Regions from separate parts of the Sus scrofa genome. Here region 2 is linked to region 1. Evidence: chromatin contacts called from public Hi-C data. All regions are on one chromosome and are shown on one strand. The core of a region is the stretch at or near the end of the contact, and the rest is flanking DNA. Distances in the headings are between cores, read along the strand shown. Region 1 has its middle 180 kb from the start of COPS8. Region 2 has its middle 23 kb from the start of COPS8.

The links. A called contact is a pair of places that touch in the nucleus more often than the background predicts.
Region 2: a Hi-C map of embryonic fibroblasts shows a contact between it and region 1, with 1.6 times the contacts expected there. The contact joins two enhancer-like sites. A contact is called at or near these places in 4 of 47 Hi-C or Micro-C datasets (embryonic fibroblasts, liver, mesenchymal stem cells and 1 more).

What each region holds. Positions count from the first base shown.
Region 1 is chr15:136,648,949-136,653,370 of Sscrofa11.1, forward strand. No RefSeq gene overlaps it. Among named protein-coding and RNA genes, the nearest start is that of COPS8, 180 kb to the right of the region's middle. Within about 2 kb of position 2,678, at least 12 of the 83 cell types and tissues checked have an H3K27ac peak or open chromatin away from gene starts, as enhancers often do. A contact at or near this core is called in embryonic fibroblasts, where this site is marked.
Region 2 is chr15:136,803,184-136,807,605 of Sscrofa11.1, forward strand. No RefSeq gene overlaps it. Among named protein-coding and RNA genes, the nearest start is that of COPS8, 23 kb to the right of the region's middle. Within about 2 kb of position 1,803, at least 11 of the 83 cell types and tissues checked have an H3K27ac peak or open chromatin away from gene starts, as enhancers often do. A contact at or near this core is called in embryonic fibroblasts, where this site is marked.

The sequences.
Region 1 (4,422 bases), core at 1,428-3,927:
CCTCTCAAATCGTTGGCTTTGAACTTGAGTTCAGTAATGAGTTCCCATGTCTACTGACTCTTAGCTGGGTGCAGCTCCCACAGAGAAACCCTCACTCTTCTTCAGAATCGGCCTCTCTGAAATCCAAGGATTTCCCCCTTCTGTCTTTGCTGATTATCTCTGTCTCTTTGCTGTTATAAGGCGCCTTCCCTCTTTCGTGACTTGCAACTTTGTTTTGTCTGTTGAAATTTTCTGCTACCCCCTTGGGGTAAAGAGTGAGTGTTGGAGTTCCCATTGTGGCTCAGTGGGCTGAGGACCAACATAGTCTCTGCGAGGATGTGGGTTCAATCCCTGGCCTTTCTCAGTGGGTTAAGATCCCAAGTTGCAGCAAGTTGCAGTGCAGATTGCAGAATCGGCTTGGATCCTGAGTTGCTGTGGTTGTGCTGTAGCCCTCAGCTGCAGCTCCAATTTGACCTGTAGCTAGGGAATTTTAATGCCATAGGTGTGGCTGTAAAAAAAGAAAAAAAAAAAAAAAAAAGAAAGAAAGAAAGCAGGTTTACACCCAACTGGCATAGACTTATAGATGAGTGCTGGCCTATCAGAACAGCCACAGCAAACAAAAACAAGCCTCACTCCTGTTCTCTCCAGGATAAATGCTGGCGAGAGACCCACTGGCCAATCAAAACTAACCACTTTCCCACTTATTCCAAACTCCTTCTGTTTTCGTTGAATTATATGTGTGTGTGTGTGTGTGTGTGTGTGTGTGTGTGTATGTATATACATATATATATATATATATATATATTATTTTTTTTTTGCTTTTTTACAGCCACACCCTTGACATGTGGAGGTTCCTAGGCTAGAGGTCGCCGCCGGCCTACACAACAGACACAGCAATAGGGGATCCAAGCTGCATCTGCAAACTACACCACAGCTCACGGCAATGCTAGATCCTTAACCCACTGAGCGAGGCCAGGGATGGAACCTGTGTCTTCATGGATTCTACTCAGATTCGTTTCTGCTACTTCACAATGGGAACTCCACACTGAATGATATTTTTATTCATGAAAATAATGTAGATATTTAGATGTTTCCCTCTGGAAATGACTTAAAATTTGAAGAAAAGTCGTATGTTCTGTTTTTGTAATAATCAGTATTTTGATTGATGTTTTAGGCAAACATGTCACATTTTCCACCCTGCCCCACAGTCCAAGTAAACCCTTGATTTTCCCTTCTTCCACTCCGGACCGTAGTCCTTGACACTGTGCCCCAGACTGCAGCAGTCACATCTAAATTCACATGGATTCTAAGATCTTGGTATTCTTGCTCAACATCCTTGAGAGAAAAATGATGCTGCGGGTAGCTTTCCTGGACCCTGCCAGGGGTAACTATTCAGAGATGTCATTTAAGTCGCCTCTCCTTGGGGGAGGTCGTTCCCAAGGTCCTCCCCCGTTCTCTTTACCCCCCCCCCCCGCTGACTCATCACCTTGCCTTGTAGGGTCCCTTACAGTGGAACAGGGATTTGTTGACTAGAGAGCAGACCCATGGATGACTGCTTTCTGTCTTTATTGCCGAGAAGTCGACTATACTGATCTTGCACTGGGAGAAACCAAAGCTCAGTGAAAAGTGGTGTCTTGCCCAAGACCACTCCGCTAGAAAGACTAGACAGACCTAGAGGGCTAGTCTGGGCTCTTCCAGGGGGCCACTCAGGGCTGTGTATCCCAGTGACATTCCTGGTGGGACTGCTTCGTCTACGTGGACACCCTCCCAGAGCCTGGCTTGGTGAAGCGTTATTGAATGACTGTGAGAAAGAGGGAGAAGACAGATATCATAAACATGAGCATACTGTAATCTCGCTCAGTGAGCCCGATACTGAAGTCTCCTGACGTCGGAGGTCGCAGCAGAAACAATACCGAGCTTCCAGACTTCCTGGTGCTCACCCTGAGAAATAATTGCAAAAAAAAGAGACGTCCATGGACTCTTAAACCTATTCTGGTTAAATATGCAAGAACTTTGAACCTTGGCCATTAACAACTGGTGTCCAAAGAATGACCTAAGCACCAGAAATCTAAGTACATTTTTCAATTTCTGTTTCCCAAAGAATAATGAAACAATGATTTATAATTATTCTACAACATTCTTTCCCCCAACGAAAGTCCCAAGTTTTTTTTTTTACTCATAAAATGAAGACAAACATAGTTATACCATTTATCTTGTTTTCCAAACACTTGACCATTTTGTTAGCCCCTCTGTGACTTAATTTTACAACAGTGCCCTTAAATTTTGGAGACTACAACGGGACATAGTTTTATAATGATGGCCTGATAAACGTGCCAAATATGATAATATATAAAATTGCTTTCATGTTAATACATGGTGATGTTTCACTCCTTCTGTCCACAACGCTCTTCCATTGTTGACTCATACATTATTACTGGTCAGAAACTAACTCTAGGTCTTTCTCAAGGGTATAAATATCAGATGTGTTCATCTCTTGACTCTTAATTGCTATTCTAGTGATTCATACAGGCCAGACCCCTATTGCATTGCTTCCTGTTTGCAGTAGAATAACCACTGAACGGCCTGGACAAAACCATTTCCTGTTTTCTTTTGATATTTATACACACGATGCCCCAGGCCGCATGGGTCAAGAGGGCTACGGTGTACTCAGGAGACCAAGAGTGACGGTCAAGAGGGCTTCAGAAGGTACCCTGGGGCTGGGCGAGAAGGGCAGGGGCGTGGAGCAGGGCCGGCCCATCATGCAGACTTGTTTGTCTCCTTTCCTGAGTCACTTCCTGTCCGAGCAGGAAGTTCTGGGTGCTTCTGCGTATGTGCAGTTCTCCTGGACATGTCCAGGTGAGGTCGGCCCTATACTTCCCTGGGGTAGCTTTCAGTTTACCATAATTGTGAGCTAGCAAATTGAATAGTTGTGTCTTGGATGGTGGGAGCAAAAGACCCTACCTGGCCAGGCTGGAACCCACACTAGTCCATGGTGTTTCACCATATCAACTCATTCACTGATTCGTTCTCCAACACACTTTGGGAACAAATGCTGTGTGTAAAGTGTTCCGTTAGGCTCTTGGCAGGCAAGAGTCTTGCCAAAGGGACCCTTGGTCAGGGCTCCCCAGCAAACTTTTGCCAGGGCCTTCTGTCATCCTAAAAAGACAAAAAAAAAAAAAAAAAAAAGACACTTTGTCATTGTTTCTATGATGATTATATGAAGTTTTGAACAAGGATCAGGCATCTAAGAGGCGAGCTGAGTGCTGACAGCCTGGCGTTAACACAAGGGATTCGGTTTTTTCAGGAGACACGGTCCCTCTCAGTGACCACAGGGTCCCCGTCATTTTCTGTTCTGTTGATTCCAAACTAAGTGGGCAGAAGGGGTCTGTTATTACTGTGCTGTTGTTTCGATTTTTTATAATAAAACACTGAGGTCAAGGAGGCCAGCTCAGCAGGGCTCCCTAAAATGCAGACAATTTCTTCGTGAACCCACATTTCGAAGTTAGCAGGCCTCCCCTCTGCCCATGAAGTTCTGCTGAAGGCCGTGGGCAGGAAGTCACATCATGAAAATGGTGCATGCGGACACAGTTATGAACCCTTTTTTTAATTTTTTTTCCCAAAGAGGGATCTGGGTGTGCAAAAGGAAACATTAGGCCAGCCATGCATCTTAGGTTAGTCGAGGCCCACGGGACCTTTCACCTGCTGCTAATGCGGGGTGGCCGGTGTGGCCGGAGGGGTCCATGAGCATTTGACAGCTGTTGGTGGACCACAGTGAAATCAGATCCAAGCCAAGGCAGTTCTAGGAAACAGGTGCCCACACATGTTAGTGCATTTTGTGAGGAGGACGAGAAATCCCAGCGACGCGGCCTGGGATTACTCTGAGAGGTGGAATTACTCTGGGGCCTTCTCAGACCAATTCATCAGCCCATGTGTCACTGATTCTTTCTTTCTCCCTCCCTCTTTTCTTTCCTTCCTTCCTCCCTCCCGTCTCTCCCTTTCCCTTTCCTCCCTCTTTTCTTCCTTCTTCTCATCCTTTATCCTTTTTTTTTTAAACATTCATTCATTTATCCTTCTCATCCATTCACTGCACCATTCAGAGAATATTCTTAAGCACCAACTATATTTATAGGGATAAAAAGGACAGTGTTATATAGATTCACTGGCTAGAATTAGGGAGGATGTTACAGGATTATTAAAATAAAAACAAAACCTCTGTGTGTGTGTGTGTGTGTGTACACACGTGCACACACACAAGCACATCCACAAGAAGAAATTGCTTAGTCGAAGTGAAATCTGGAAGGAGATATTTTCTCCTTGGTTCAGGCAAGGATAAAAGGTCTCATAGCTTGAGGCGATTATATGATATTGAAATCAACACAAAAAGAAAAAAGCTTTAACTACAAGTCAATTTCGTCATTCTTTGTAAAGTAAGAGATCTATTTC
Region 2 (4,422 bases), core at 553-3,052, 150 kb after region 1:
GATCTTTAACCCACTGCGCAAGGTCAGGGTTGAATCTGCATCCTCATGGATGCTAGTCAGATTTATTAACCACTGAGCCATGGTGGGAACTCCTATTTTTAATTTTTTTAAATTTTATTGGAATGTAATTGATTTACAGTGTTGTGTTAGTTTTAGGTGTACAGCAAAGTGAATCAGTTATACATACACTTATATCCGTTCTTTTTCAGATTCTTTTCCCATATAGGTTATTACAAAATATTGATTAGAGCACCCTGTGCTATACTGCAGGTCCTTACTGGTTATCTATTTTATATACAGTAATGTATATTTTTTCCTTTTTTACCTTTTCACAGCCACAACTACAGCATATGGAAATTTCCCAGCCAGGGCTGAAATCTGAGCTGCAGCTGGAGCCTACACTACAGCCACAGCACCACTGGATCCAAGTTGCATCTGTGACCTATGCCCCACAGCTGATGGCAACGGCCAATCCTTAACCCACTGAGCGAGGCCAGGAATCGAACCTGCATCCTTACAGAGACAATGTCAGGTCCTCAACCTGCTGTGCCTGTTTTGTTTTTTTGTTTTTTTTTCCCTATGGCTACTAGAAAACATAAAATTCCATGTGTGGCTGACATTGTATTTCTACTGAATGCAATCCTCTAAGTGTCTGTATAGCCATAGAGCCTACATCACTATTCACGTAAATGTATACACCTGAGCCTTTGTTCCCCGGAATTAACTAGAACAGTCAGGTGCACAGAGGAGAAAGGAAGACACACTCCCTCTCCCTGGGAACATTAAGAGGAAGAATCGCATTTTCTTCCCAAGCACTGTTTTGTTTCTTTCACTGTTAAAATCTTCCGTACCAGGGAGTAAAGTAGAGATGTTGCGAGGATAATGCAAATTATCGTTAGCAAAGATGCCCTTGTTCACGTGACGATGCCAAGGAGCTAGAGCATGGGTTGACGTCCAGATGCTTTCCCTTGAAGATGCCCAGGGACCAGTCACCCCTCCTGAAAGGGCAGGATGCAGCCTGGAGGTGACAGGCGATTGGAAAACTCAGAAGGGAACGTGGGGATAAGAAGAGTAGAGGAGCACAGGCCAGAGCGACACCCAGACGATGGCCGGGCCTATGGACAGGCTGCATATGGAGGGAGTGGTGGGGGCATCATAGCTCAGTGCTGTGACTCACTGTCCCGACCCCGTGAGCTTGCCAGACTGTGTGTCTGTAAATTATTGTCGTTCTAGTAGTGAGTATATATAATCAGCTGAGAAATGTTCTTAAAAATCTATCTCTAGCCCCTAAAATAGGAATTTAATTGATGTCTCACCCCAGTCTTAGCCAGAAGACAGGCGCCCAACAATATTAAGTAATGTTGAAGAATAAACCCAGGGAGGAGTTCCCACTGGGGTGCAATGGGATCTGCGGTGTCTCTGGAGCACTGGGACTCAGGTTCAATCCCCAGACCGGGGCAGTGGATTAAGGACCCTGCGTTGTGCAGCTGGAGCATAAGTCACAACTGCGGCTTGGATCTGATCCCTGGCCTGGGAGCTCCAAATGCTGCACAAAAAAGAAAAGAAGAAATACAAAGAAAAATAAATCCAGATAGCTGGAGTCTCACAGTTATTTATGGAGGTGATCTTCTAACTACCTGATTTTCCTTTTTCAGAAGTAATGACAGCAGCTGGAATATGTAAGGTTCATGGACTACAGAGAGATCAAAAGACTGGTCAAAGGAAGGCCAGTCTCCGACTAAGCCATGCTAGGTCATCTTAGGAAGCAGCAAAATCATACCGAGAAACGGATTTTTACTCTATGAGTCAGGGTGCAGGAGGCTGGCTGCAGTGGCCTGGGATGACATGAGGGTGGTCAGCCAAGGCTTGCCTTGCCAAGTTTCCCCTACGGCCAGAAAAGAAAGGGCCCAGAACCTTAAGAGATGAAATAATTTATTTTCTAAGAACCTAGATAACTGGCAAGGAGATCATATTAGAACCCCAAAGAGTCGTTAACAGATTAGGGTCTTTGTTTATAGAACCTCGCCGTGTCACGTGACCGGAGAGGAATTTAGTCGGTGGGGCTGCATTCCTGAGGCGGCTTAGGCCTGGGTCTCATGGCTCCGCAGACACCTCTTAATTAACCGCACCGGCAGGGAGGTCAGAGGCATCTGTGTTGAGCTGGACTGGAACCAGGGAGAACCTGCGTGCCTTCTGGGCTGGGTGGGCTGTAGAGGGAGGGTCTGCTGGGGACTGGGCAGGCAGGAGGAGCAGACACCACCGGCGTGGCTGAAGGCGCACCCCGGCAGGCTCCAGGGGAGGTCACAGGAAGCCTGGTCCAGCCCCTGCCAGGAGGGCCCTGGTGACGGCTGTCAGCGCAGGCACGCAGGCATGCTTCTTGGTCTGCACCAATTTTAGTTCCATTCCTGGAAGATGTCAAATCGGTGGGCACTCGCAGCTCTGCCAGAGTCGCTGGCCTGGGGGGGCGGGCTAGGTGACGGCGGGGCCTATAGGCGGGGCGGGGCCCAGTCCCCAGGTGAGGGCGCACTGCCAGGTGAGGTTCCCTTATCAACTTGATCCCAGGGGATGCTGCAGCCATAAGGAGGCGGCCCAAAGCCACCCCGTGGCCCCAGGAGAGCGACCCTACTGCATCACAGGTGAAAACCAGCTATTTTGACAGATAGGAAACCCTTACCTCTTAGTTGGTGTTCTTGAAACTATTTTTAAAGTACCAAATGCAGCATGTTTATTTTTTAAAAAGAAATAAAAACTAAAAATCATCTATAATCCCATCAAGCAGGGATAACTAGTAATATTTTTATAAAGCATGTTTTTATAGTGTGAATTCACTGGGTTTTGTCTATTTTTTATTATAGTTGATTTACAATATTGTGCCAATTTCTCCTGTACAGCAAAGTGCGTGTGTGTGTGTGTGTGTATACACATACTTGCGATGGTGAGAGGAAGAAATGGGAATTTCTGTAAAGGGAATTCTTGCAGTGACATCTGCTAAAATCAGGATATATGTATTTTGATGGGACTATATACCTATAATTTTTTGTTGTTGTTTAGTTTTTTTAGGGCCATGCCATCATCCCCCATCACACTGCTTTTTTAATAGGAAGCTTTTAGCATGACTTAAGCACAGATCCGCTCTGCCATGAGACTCTGGCCTCCCCTTCATAGGTCCTCAGCATCCTGGTTTGAGGGAATTCACTGTTTTAATCCTGGTTTTTGTTTCAAAACATTATTCAATGCCATTGGGCATTTTTCAGTATTGTCTATTTAACAAATGCATGATGCTCATTTTCTGATACATGTAAATTCATCTCTCCATGGTTGGGGGTTGAAGCAGACCTCACATTAAATTATAGGTATAGGAGTTCCCATCGTGGCTCAGCGATTAACGAACCAGACTAGTGTCCATGAGGATGTGGGTTCAATCCCTGGTCTTGCTCAATGGGTTAAGGATCCAGCATTGCTGTGAGCTGTGGTGTAGGTTGCAGACATGGCTCAGATCCTGCATCCCTGTGGCTGTGGTGTAGGCTGGCAGCTGTGGCTCCAGTACGACCCCTAGCCTGGGAACCTCCATATGCCAAGGGCGTGGCCCTAAAAAGACAAAAAAAAAAAAATTGTAGGTATATAGTCCCATCAAAATACATATATCCTGATTTTAGCAGATGTCACTGCAAGAATTCCCTTTACAGAAATTCCCATTTCTTCCTCTCACCATCACAAGTGACCTTCAACACAGTTGTACCACCGGGTAATTCTTCAGCCCTGGCTTATGTCTACGGATATTCGCATCGGTGGCCCATTAGTTCTGCCCTGGGCAGATGTGGGGCTGAGTCCTCCGACAACTACACTTTCTAGGAGGGATCACGGTGCCCAGATTGGACGGTCCGGGATCAAAGCTCATCAATCACACAACGATGCCACCTGGGCCCTGCCCTTGGCGTGAGAGGCAGGCAGAATTCAGTGAGGGTATTTTGGACAACAGTTGAAACTGATGCCTTATTGACACACATACACACACACACACACACACACAATGCACCAAGACCGCAGAGAGGACAAGGTGTTACAAAGATATGCTTCTCTGGGATCTCTCTGCAAGGACACTAAACACATGCGTTTCCGAAGTTTCGCAAGTCTGGGTTGCCCGTGCGGAGTAGCTGCTCTCTCAGGAGTCCAGTCATTCCCCTGGCCCCACCTCGGATCCCCAGGCAACGCACTGGGCATGCGCAGCATACAGCTCTGGCGGCCAAAGGGGGCTGCTCATCCTCCAGGGTCGTGAAAGCAAAGGAGGTTGGGGTGGGTGGTACGGAAAAGCAAAAATGTGTAACTGTGTAGAGCTAGAATAATGCTGCACAAAATCAAACTGCACCCGATCCCTAGAATTTCTGGCCTAGGACAAAATCCTAAAATTCACACCTCGAAGGC